Regions from separate parts of the Sus scrofa genome. Here region 2 is linked to region 1. A link is a contact called in public HiChIP or PLAC-seq data. All regions are on one chromosome and are shown on one strand. Each heading gives the region's core, a stretch centred on a gene start, on an enhancer-like site or on the middle of the called end of the contact. The rest is flanking DNA. Distances are from core to core; before and after follow the strand shown.

The links. HiChIP or PLAC-seq counts read pairs in DNA pulled down with a chosen protein or histone mark.
Region 2: an H3K27ac HiChIP or PLAC-seq map of alveolar macrophages shows a contact between it and region 1. The contact joins the promoter of RPL28 here to the promoter of PPP1R12C in region 1. A contact is called at or near these places in 1 of 5 promoter capture datasets (fetal skeletal muscle), 1 of 47 Hi-C or Micro-C datasets (epiblast stem cells) and 1 of 2 datasets of contacts at active chromatin or transcription factors (alveolar macrophages).

What each region holds. Positions count from the first base shown.
Region 1 is chr6:59,344,094-59,349,123 of Sscrofa11.1, forward strand. It overlaps PPP1R12C (protein phosphatase 1 regulatory subunit 12C), which reads right to left and starts at 3,084. Exons shown (of 20, transcript XR_002344812.1): 1 at 2,651-3,084.
Region 2 is chr6:59,554,550-59,559,007 of Sscrofa11.1, forward strand. RPL28 (60S ribosomal protein L28) reads left to right here and starts at 2,037. Exons shown (of 5, transcript XM_021095010.1): 1 at 2,037-2,171; 2 at 2,513-2,601; 3 at 2,697-2,820; 4 at 4,357-4,458. The coding sequence starts at 2,096. It overlaps TMEM238 (transmembrane protein 238), which reads right to left and starts at 1,464. Exons shown (of 2, transcript XM_021095016.1): 1 at 1-1,464. The coding sequence starts at 310.

The DNA.
Region 1 (5,030 bases), core at 1,834-4,333:
TTTCAGAGCTAAAACCAGCATGAGCTGGTCCCCGGACACCCTCCGCTGAGCCAGAGCCCCTGCTTGCTGCTGACTGTGTGACCTCAGGCAGGGACTTCCCCTCTCCCAACACCCCTCCTGCAAAGCCCTGGCAAGTGAGTTCACGGAGGGGGAGGGGAAGGGGAGGGATTCCCCTGACAGGCCAGCCTGGAGCGTGCTTTTGCAGGGTTTGGGCCAAGGGGGATGTTGGGGACTGGGGCCTGGCCCAAAAAGCAGGGCTAGGAACCCCTCTGGGAAGGTCCAGGGGAGCGAGGGGCAGGGGTGGTGGCGGAGGAAAGGGGACACCAAAGCCTGAGGCTCCTTTCCTGGGCTTGCCAAGCTCTGAGACCGTGCAGCTCCTCAGGAAGTGGGCTGCTCCTTTAGATGGAAAAAAAATGTCCCAGATAGCACTAGGGCCTCTGTAGGGGACAGGCCGGGGGCGGGGGAATGGGGGGGGCCCCTTAGACCAGGGGCTGCAACTCCCCAACTGAATGCCTATGGCACTTGCTGAAGGATGTGCCAGAGCCCCACCAGGGAGAGCCTGGCTACTGGCCCTGCTAACAGCTAAGAAACCTGAGGCACAGAGAGAAAAGGCACTATTTCAAGGCCACAAAAGAGCTGAGGAGCTGAGATCAGAACAAAGGACTAGGGGTTCCCAAGGTTGCGGGTTTGATCCCCAGCCTCACTCAGTAGGTTAAGGACCCGGCATTGCCATGAGTTGTGGTGTAAGTCGCAGACTCAGCTCAGATCTGGCATTGCTGTGGCTGTGGTGTAGGCCGACAGCAACAGCTCTGATTAGACCCCTAGCCTGGGAACCTCCATATGCCGCAGGTGTGGCCCTAAAAAGACAAAAAACTGAAAAAAAGAACTAAGGACTAGAGAGTTCCTGTTGTGGCTCAGCCGATTAAGACCCCAGCATAGTGTGCATGAGGTTGCAGGTTCAATCCCTGGCCTCATTCAGTGGGTTAAGGATCCAGCGTTGCTGTGACCTGTGGCGTAAGCCGCAGATGCAGCTCGGATCCTGAGTGCTGTGGCTGTGGTGTAGGCTGGCAGTTGCAGGTATGATCTGACCCCTAGGCTGGGAACCTCCATATACCACGGATGCTGCCATAAAAAGAAAAGAAAAGAAAAGAAATAAAAAAAAAAAAAAAAAAGAGCTCGGGACTCTTCTATTTCCCTGAACTGCTCCTCTTCTGGGTACCTGCTCCTCTTCTGCTCCTCTTCTGGCTAAGGGGGCCTCTTCAGGCATCCTCCCCATTCCCGTGCCCCTACCCACGCTTCCTTCACAGGGTCCTCTCTGGGCCCCAAAGTAACCGAACCTGACGGGCTCTGGCAGGGAAGAGAGGCCTGGGGACTGGCCTGAGCTGGGAAGACTGGGAGGGAGACAGCCTCGGGGACAGAGGGAGGAGTAGAGGCTCTTCTGTGGCCTGTCCCCAAAGACCCACTGCAGCCAGGCAGGGGATGCGATAAAAGCCCTCAGAACCAGAGGGAATCCTGGTTCTGGGACATATAGTGACTCTGGCTCTGGAACACAAGACCAATGGAGGCAGAAAGCAAGGTGTTTTGGAAAGGTTTGGGGGCCCAGGTTGTGGAGAGAGAGGACCTAGCAGGGCTCTAGGTCCCCTGGGAAGGGGAAGTGACCGGGCCTAGGAGAACTGGCGGTGCACTCTGAAGGAGGGAGAAGCTGCCCAAAGCCACAGGAGGGCATCCAGGCAGAGAGAGCAAGATGACCCGAGGACAGACAGGTGGCCCAGAACCAGAAAGAGGAGGGTGCTCTGAGTGTGCCCAGAAAAAAGGGTAACGCTGCAGGCCCACACAAAGCAAGAGGACAGAGTGAAAGAGAAGTGTGTGGAGAAAGAGAAACATCCCCAAGAGAGAGCCTACAGTGCAAGGCCAGAGGTGGCACAGAGGGAGAATGAGGAGGGCACGCAGGTGAAGGGGGCAGGAGAGAGAGCAGGAGGTGAGCCAGGCGAGGGAAGCATCCACTTGAGGAGCAGAGCGCCTTGAGGGCGATGGCTCAGGAAAGAGCACCCTTACATGGCAACAGATGGCAGAGACCAAGGATGAAGAGCAGAAACCTGAAGGAAAGGGCATGGAAGGCTCGGGGGCTGGCCGAAGAAACGGCCCAGGCCAGAGAGCGGGAAAAGAAGCAGCACAGGCCCAGAAGAGAGGAGGAGGACGCTCAGGGAAAGTGGTACCTGCCTGGACTAGGGGAAACAGTGGGTACCGGTGAAGCTGGGAGAAGTGGCGGACTCGAGAAAGTGGGGCAGCATTCGATGGCAGAGTAGAGGTGGCACGGGCCAGGCTGGTTAAGAGCGCTCAAGGTGGGGAAAGAGCAGGGCGAAAGAGACAAGACGAGGATGGACTGGCCTGAGGCCCTCAGCAGTGGCTCGAGTCCGGAGAGAGGGCAGCGCAGGATGGCAAAAACCAGGCCAGTTCAAGTGGCTCAGGACTGGAAGAGGGGAGCTCCAGGTGGGTGGGATGGGAAAAGGACTCAGCACGGGATGATAAAGGACCGGGGCAGCATCGACGGTGCAGACCACGACTGGCAAGGGTGACTCTGGACTGGGAGGGAGGGTGCTCGAGGCAGCGCAGACCCAGGGCGGATCGGAGCCCGGGCGGGGGCGCTGACCTGGTGCAGGGCGCTGATGCCGTCGGCGTTGGTGGAGTCGAGCACGGCGCGGGCTGGCGGCGGGGCGGAGGGGTCCAGCTCGGCGTCAGGGTCGGGGTCGGCCGCGCGCAGCATCAAGCGCGCCTCGTCCAGGTCGCCACCCGCGCAGGCCGCCAGAAACTCGGCGGCGCGCTCGAAGCGCACGGTACGGGCGCGCCGTTCCCCGGGGCCCGGCTCGGCGCCTGCCCGCGCCCCCCACTGCCGCAACTGCTCCCGCCGCCGCTCACGGGCTGCCGCCGCCGCCGCCCCCGGGCCCGCCCCTGGGCCATCCTCGCCCGACATCGCGCCGCCCGCTCGCCCGCCAGGTAAGAAGCGAGCGAGCGAGCGAGCGAGCGACCAGCTCCGAGGCGTCGCCGACGCCCGCCCTCCTCCGGGCCGCCGGGAATTGCGTCCCGCCCCGCGCCGCCAGAGGATCTACCGGTCCCCGCCCGGCACGTGACGTCACCACGCCGACTCGGGGCCCGCTGGGAAATGGAGTCCACAGGCTGGAGAGGCAACCGGCAACCGCCTGAGGGCGGACCGCGGGGAACTCTGGGAAGTGGAGTCCATAAACGGAAATGGATCTCTGCAATAGTCCCGCCCCGAGGCACACTGGGAAATTCGCAGCTCCGCGGTGTCAAAAGGAAATCTGATTGGCGTGCTGGGAAGTGGAGTCTACAGGCGGGAGGTCGGCCCCAGGGCATGCAGGAAATGCCGTTCGCAGCATCCAGGTGACGAAGGGCTGGCCCCCGGGGACCTACTAGGAAATGGACTCGACAACCCGAAAAGTACAGAAGTTTTCCGTTTTCCCCTTTTTCATGTCATGTACTTTATTTACTTTGGGTTTGTCGCGCCCTTCAACAAGAAATAAGCCCCAGGAAGACCGGGATTTTTGTGTTGTGTGCTTTCCTTGTTCCCAGTACCTAGTAGAACGCGATCGGAAATAGTTTTTTGAATGAATGAATGAATGAGAGAACGGATTCTCTAGGTCGTGGGAAACACCAGGATACTATGGGAAATTGAGTCCGCAACCCTTGGATCATCAAGAAAATTGCAAGCCTTCCTGGGTGACCGCCCAGGGCATGCTGGGAAATTATGTATGCGGTACAAAGGTCATGACAATGGGCCGCTGGTCGCGCTGGGAAATGTAGTCCTAGGCAGAGCCCCCAAACACCCCAAGAAATAAGATTCGAGGGCAAGATAAGTCCAGAGTCCCCGAGTAACCCCTGGATCACATCGGGAAGGGAACCTGCGAGGTAGGATCCACAAATGAAAATGCCCGCAGAGCCTTAAACTGGCCCTCTCTGCCATTGCAATCACCCTGAGGCGTGGAGCACGCTGGGAAGTGTAGGCCGGGCTCTATATCCTCGCAAGCAATGCTGGGATTTGTAGTCCAGATGAGGCGTTCTAGTTGATGTGGCGGGCTAGTACGTAGCACCATAAAGCAAGAAATGAACCTTAGCTTGCGTGTTCGATTCCAGGCCTTGCTCAGTGGATTGAGGATCCGGCGTTGCCGTGAGCTGTGGTGCAGGTCGCAGACGCAGCTCGGACCCTGAGTTGTTATGGCTGTGGGGTAGGCCAGCAGCTCCCATTCAACCCCTAGCCTGGGAACTTACATATGCTGAAGGTGGGGACCTAAAGAGCAAAAGGAAAAGAAAAAAGAAAAAAGAAAACTATCCCCGTCTTAAGTACCTTGCACCTGAATCCTCATTGGGAAAGAGGTACGCACTTTGAGACCCGAACAAAGACCCCTAAAAATCGCAAAGAAAAGTGCTGAAATGCAGACACAGGCGAGATTCTTTTTCTTCCAAGGAATGTCAGAGCAGCCTACATACAGGCTCTGAGGTCCTTGGGGGTGGGTTGGGGGGACTGTGCAAAGAAATAAACTGCAAATCCATCCCATGAGATCTGGAGACCGTGGGGATGGGCACGAAGGGGATCCAGTCCTGGGAGCTCTTGGGATGTTGAGTCCCACTCAACCTACACACCCAGGGAGATTAATCATCCATCTGTGGTTATGTATATTTCTGTGCCTGCGCGAAACGGTGATTTTTGGGTGTTTTGTGATCGCGTCTGCAGTTGAATGCAACCTGATTTGGGTGCTCGTGTTTATGGTGTCTGTAAGCTTTGGTGTAGAGCGTCTATCTGTTTGCGGCCTTTATTCATTTGGGAGACATAATATGGAATTTCCACTTAACCCCCACAACCTACGATGGGATGTGTTCCCACCACAAGCTCTATTGGCAATCTTTACTTCTGACGGCTATATTTAGACTTTTCACCTCTTTATGACAAATGGTTAATACCAGCTCTGATTTAGCCAGGCCCGGGTTTGAGTCTTGACTCCACCCACTTCCTAGCT
Region 2 (4,458 bases), core at 787-3,286, 210 kb after region 1:
CGCGCTCGAGCTCCTGGCGCGAGATCTCGATGTTGCCGGTGTACCAGAGGATCCAGCCGAGCAGGCTCAGGAAGACGAGCAGCGCGCCCGAGTAGATGAGCAGGTCGCCGAAGTCCCGGCCGCGCACCTGCAGCTGCGCGAACACGCCGGTCAGCAGCGCCGCCATGCCCGCCACGTCCAGCGCCACGGCGAGGAGCAGCGCCATCCGGCAGCGGCCCAGGCCGGACGAGGGCACCGGCGCGCCCGCCGGCGGGAACGGTGCGCCCGGCGGGGCCCCCTGCGAGGCGCCTACCGCCGGCGCCGCCGCCATGGCCGTGCTCCGCCGCCGCCGCCGCCGCTGGCTCCGACCGAGAGCTTTCCGCGTTCCGGGCGCGGCCCGGCCCGGGGCGGGGTCAGGGGACCGCGCCAGGTGTGCCCGGCTCCCGCCTGGTCACCTGAGCAGTACAGACTGGCCTGGCCCGGAGGCGATCTAGCTGTGTTTTCTGGGCAGGACCTGGCCTTCAGAAGCCTATGCTGGGAACAGCGGGACGCAAAGATGCGTGCGGCCTCTGTATCCCAAGGAACTCGGAGCAGCGCATGGTCAAAATTCAGGGTGTTCTAGTGGAGGCAACGTAGGGCGCTCTGGGAGCCCGAGCATAGTTTCTGTTCAGTGCCTACCTCCAGGCGCCTCCGCCCCCGGTGCACCAGTGGGAACAGATGGGGTGAAAAAGAAGGATCAGACAAGGCCCTGAACCTCAAGGAACTCTGGGAGGCAGGGAGTCAACAGAGTGCCTTAAGGAAGGAAACGGCTCCGTGGAGCTGAGGCTGCTCTCAGTCACTGCCGGCCTCCTGTGTGGCCCAGAGCGAATGATTAATGATCGCAAAGGCGGATCAGACACTCACAGGAACTCTGCCGCCACCATCGGATCAGAGCTCCGTGATGAAGGCAGGAGGGTAACCCCCAACATTCCCGTTGGCTCAGGTTTCTCCTGGGGTCTTTAGACTCTCAGGATGTATTACTCGCGAAGTCCAGGTGCACAGAGAGATGGACCAGACAAGGTCCCTGCCCTCCCCTCGAGGAGTTGCTGGACATGATCACATCAAAGCGCGCTAATGGGGTGCCAAGGGACTGTCATTCCTTTTGTTCCCTTGGAGTCTCTGTGCTGGTCAGGCCGAAGACACAGAGATATATCAGGCAAGGTTCCTGCTCCTTAAAGATGACCCTGACGACAGAAAACAAACGTCTATAAAGTGTAACAGGTGACATGGGGCAGGCTGGAGGAGGATGGGGGAGGCCGCGGGGCACAGGGAAGAGGCAGGGCAAACAAGTATGGAAACCCTCAAGGAACCAAGAGCTTTCCCAGACAAATCTTTTCCTCCAAACGCAACTCGCCCTTAAGAGGAAATCCACGGTTCCCTGCGGAGACAGTCTGCGAGAAGGTTCCGTCAGGCTTCTCTCTAGACTCAAATAGCTCTGGATTTAATTTTAAGACGGCCCTGGGGAGGGGGAAATAACAGGGGGTTCCTGGAGTTAGCCGAGGGGTTCCGAACGTAGCCGATTGGAGATCGACTGTTTCCGAGCAGATCCGAAGGGGCACGGGCCAATAAGTGGGAAGGCGGCCGCCCCTCCGAAGAGCGTTTCCGGAGAGTTTCGAAAATGTCCGAAACTACTTAACTACCTTCTTCGGGAATAGCCGAGGGCCTACGAAGAAGACTGGAAGCACCCGAAGACTATGGAGCAGAGCTAGGTTTTAATAGTTCAGGCACTCTCACGTTCCTTCATAAAACAAATATTTATTGAGTTGAGCATCCATTCTGTGGCCAGCAATGGGTGGCAATATTGGAAGAGGCCGCTGAGGAAGGGGCCGTGGGGCTTCTAGAGGTGGACACAATCGGAAACCCAGCCGTGGGCTTCCGACAACACAAGAAGGGCTATCCAAACTGTCCCCTTCCGCGTCGAGAACACGCCCTCGGGTCCCTAGCCGAAGAGTTCCGAAAATCCCCGAAGGGTTTTGCGACGGGCTGGCGGAAATAGCCGAGCGTTGCCGAGCTGGTTCGGAGACGGGAGGGGAGAGGCGGGGGACAGTCGACGCGCGTGCCCAGAGAGGAAGCGGAAATGCGTGTGGGTATTAAAAGCGTCGCTCCGCCCCCGGCGTGTCTCTTTCCGTCTCCGGCCGCCGCACGGAGAGGAGGTGAGGTGCGGCCTCTTGTCCGCCCGCGTGGCCGTCTCGCGCCCGCCGCCGTGGGTCTGTGCCCTTGCCTGGCCTCTCTCGCTGCGCCGCTCGCCTCCCTGGCTGCCCCCGAGCCCCGCCGCCCTAGGTCGCTGTGCATTTTCATTTTCTTGTCGCTCGTAGTCTCGGCCGCCTAAGTTCAGCTCCTCTACCTTAGGCCGCCCAGCCCCGCCTGGCAGATTTCTAAGCGCTCTCGGCCCACACGGTTCCCCCATTCCCCAGGTCCCCACACGCGGCCTTCCCCTGTTGTTCACCGTCGGCCTGCTGCTCCCTTGACATTTCCCGGGCCCCTTCCTCCGCAGCTGCCGTTATGTCCGCGCACCTGCAATGGATGGTGGTGCGGAACTGCTCCAGCTTCCTCATCAAGAGGAACAAGCAGACGTACAGCACCGTAAGTGGGGCCCCGACGCCTGGGTCTGAGGGAGGGACCTTTACGACCGCTGGGCCCTGGCCCCTTTCGCGACCGCCATGTGTCCCGCTTCCCAGGAACCCAATAACCTGAAGGCCCGCAACTCCTTCCGCTACAACGGGCTGATTCACCACAAGACCGTGGGCGTGGAGCCGGCGGCGGACGGCAAAGGGGTCGTGGTGGTGATGAAGCGGAGATCCGGTAAGCATCTGCCCTGGCTCGGCCGGGCGACAGACCCCCCCACACGGGCGAGGAGCTATGGTTTCTCAGTGTCGGGCAGCAGCACTAAGGTTTCTTGGGGTCAGGACAGTTGCCTGGGAAGCTGGCTCTTCAAGCTTGCCCTCCCCCTGTATGAGCTGGCCAGGCTGCTTTGCTTGTTTCATCGTTTGAAAAGTCATGAATAGGTCCTCAAGTTGTCCCCTCACCAGGATTTATGTTTCGGGGAGGTATGATTCAGTGTTGTGTTTAGGATAAGTCTTTAAAACAGCTCAGTGAATGTCAGTCTCAAAGGGTGGGAAAATTGGGCAGACAGGTGGGGGCCTTTCTAGCTCCCACGTGTAGGAAGTGACAGCTTGGGTCTGAGGCAGTGGCGTGACCCCCTTTGTGGCTGCAAGGACTCAGAAGGGATGCTTAGCCTCCCACCCCCCTAAACCGCTCTCAGGCGCGGCCAGGCCTTTTTATTTAGACTCGGAGTCAAGAAGAGGCAGGGTATCACAGCTATCTTTTTGTTTTTCGGGGTGGAGGGTTTGAGATAGGAAAAGTTTTTCCTCCGTCTCTTGTGAGGGCCAGTTTCCGTTTGGGTTGAGTCCAGTGTCTTGGTTCAGTGACAGCAGTGACCACACCTGTTGCCTCCATCTCAGAGGGGAAGGGATAGCCCCTTCCCTGCGAAGCAGCCCCACGAGCAGCCAGTTCCTTGTGCTGTTGAGCTTCCCAGCTTCCCACACTCCTGAGAACCCTGTTCTGGTGTGTTGAGCCCCCAAGGCTTTGCTTTCTCTTCTTGAATTGTCGGGTGGCCCTTTCTGGGTAGTCAGAAACTGGCTTGACCTGAGGAGGTAACATAAACCTTCTCTATGGCATGGGTCCTTGGCTTCTTGGGGGAAACCAGGAGCGTGGGACCCCATCAGCCCTGTGACACGGTAAAGGGGGTGTTTTTCTTTTATCCTGGGCAGTGGAGTCCAGGCTCACTTGTGCTCAGGTGAGGGCTTACCCTAGGACTCTTAATTGCCCCTGGTCTTCCCGTGGTCCAGCATCACCCCAGCATCAGAGCCAGGCCTCACAGTGTGGCGTATTAGACATTTGGTGCAGAGGAGTTGTCTTGGGCCCTGGAGGGTGCAGAAGGGAGAGGAGCCAGAGCTGCTTTCTGGGGAGTGCCCACTCCCTGGCTGCCATAGTGCTGCGAATGCCCGCCTCAGCTGGGCTTCTCAGATTCTGATAACTGCTGTGTGCATGTGGACAAGGGAGTCCCCGTTGCTTCTGCTTCTAAATCTGTGCTGTGAGACGAGCAGTGCTGTGTCTGCACAGCTGGGTGGGGAAGACACACCTGTACAGGTGCTGGGCCTCGCCTGCCATCGTCCTATAAATTGATGCCCAGAGATGGGGCACCATGTGCAGGCTCACACAGCCCAGGCACCCACCCAGGTCCTCTGGGTGAGATCGTACCCTCGCACTAGGGGTGGGCACAGAGGACCAGACCACCCGACTGACCCCTGGGGGCTCTCTTCTCCCTTCTCCCACCAGGCCAGCGAAAGCCGGCCACTTCCTACGTGCGGACCACCATCAACAAGAACGCCCGAGCCACTCTCAGCAGCATCCGGCACATGATCCGAAAGAACAAGTACC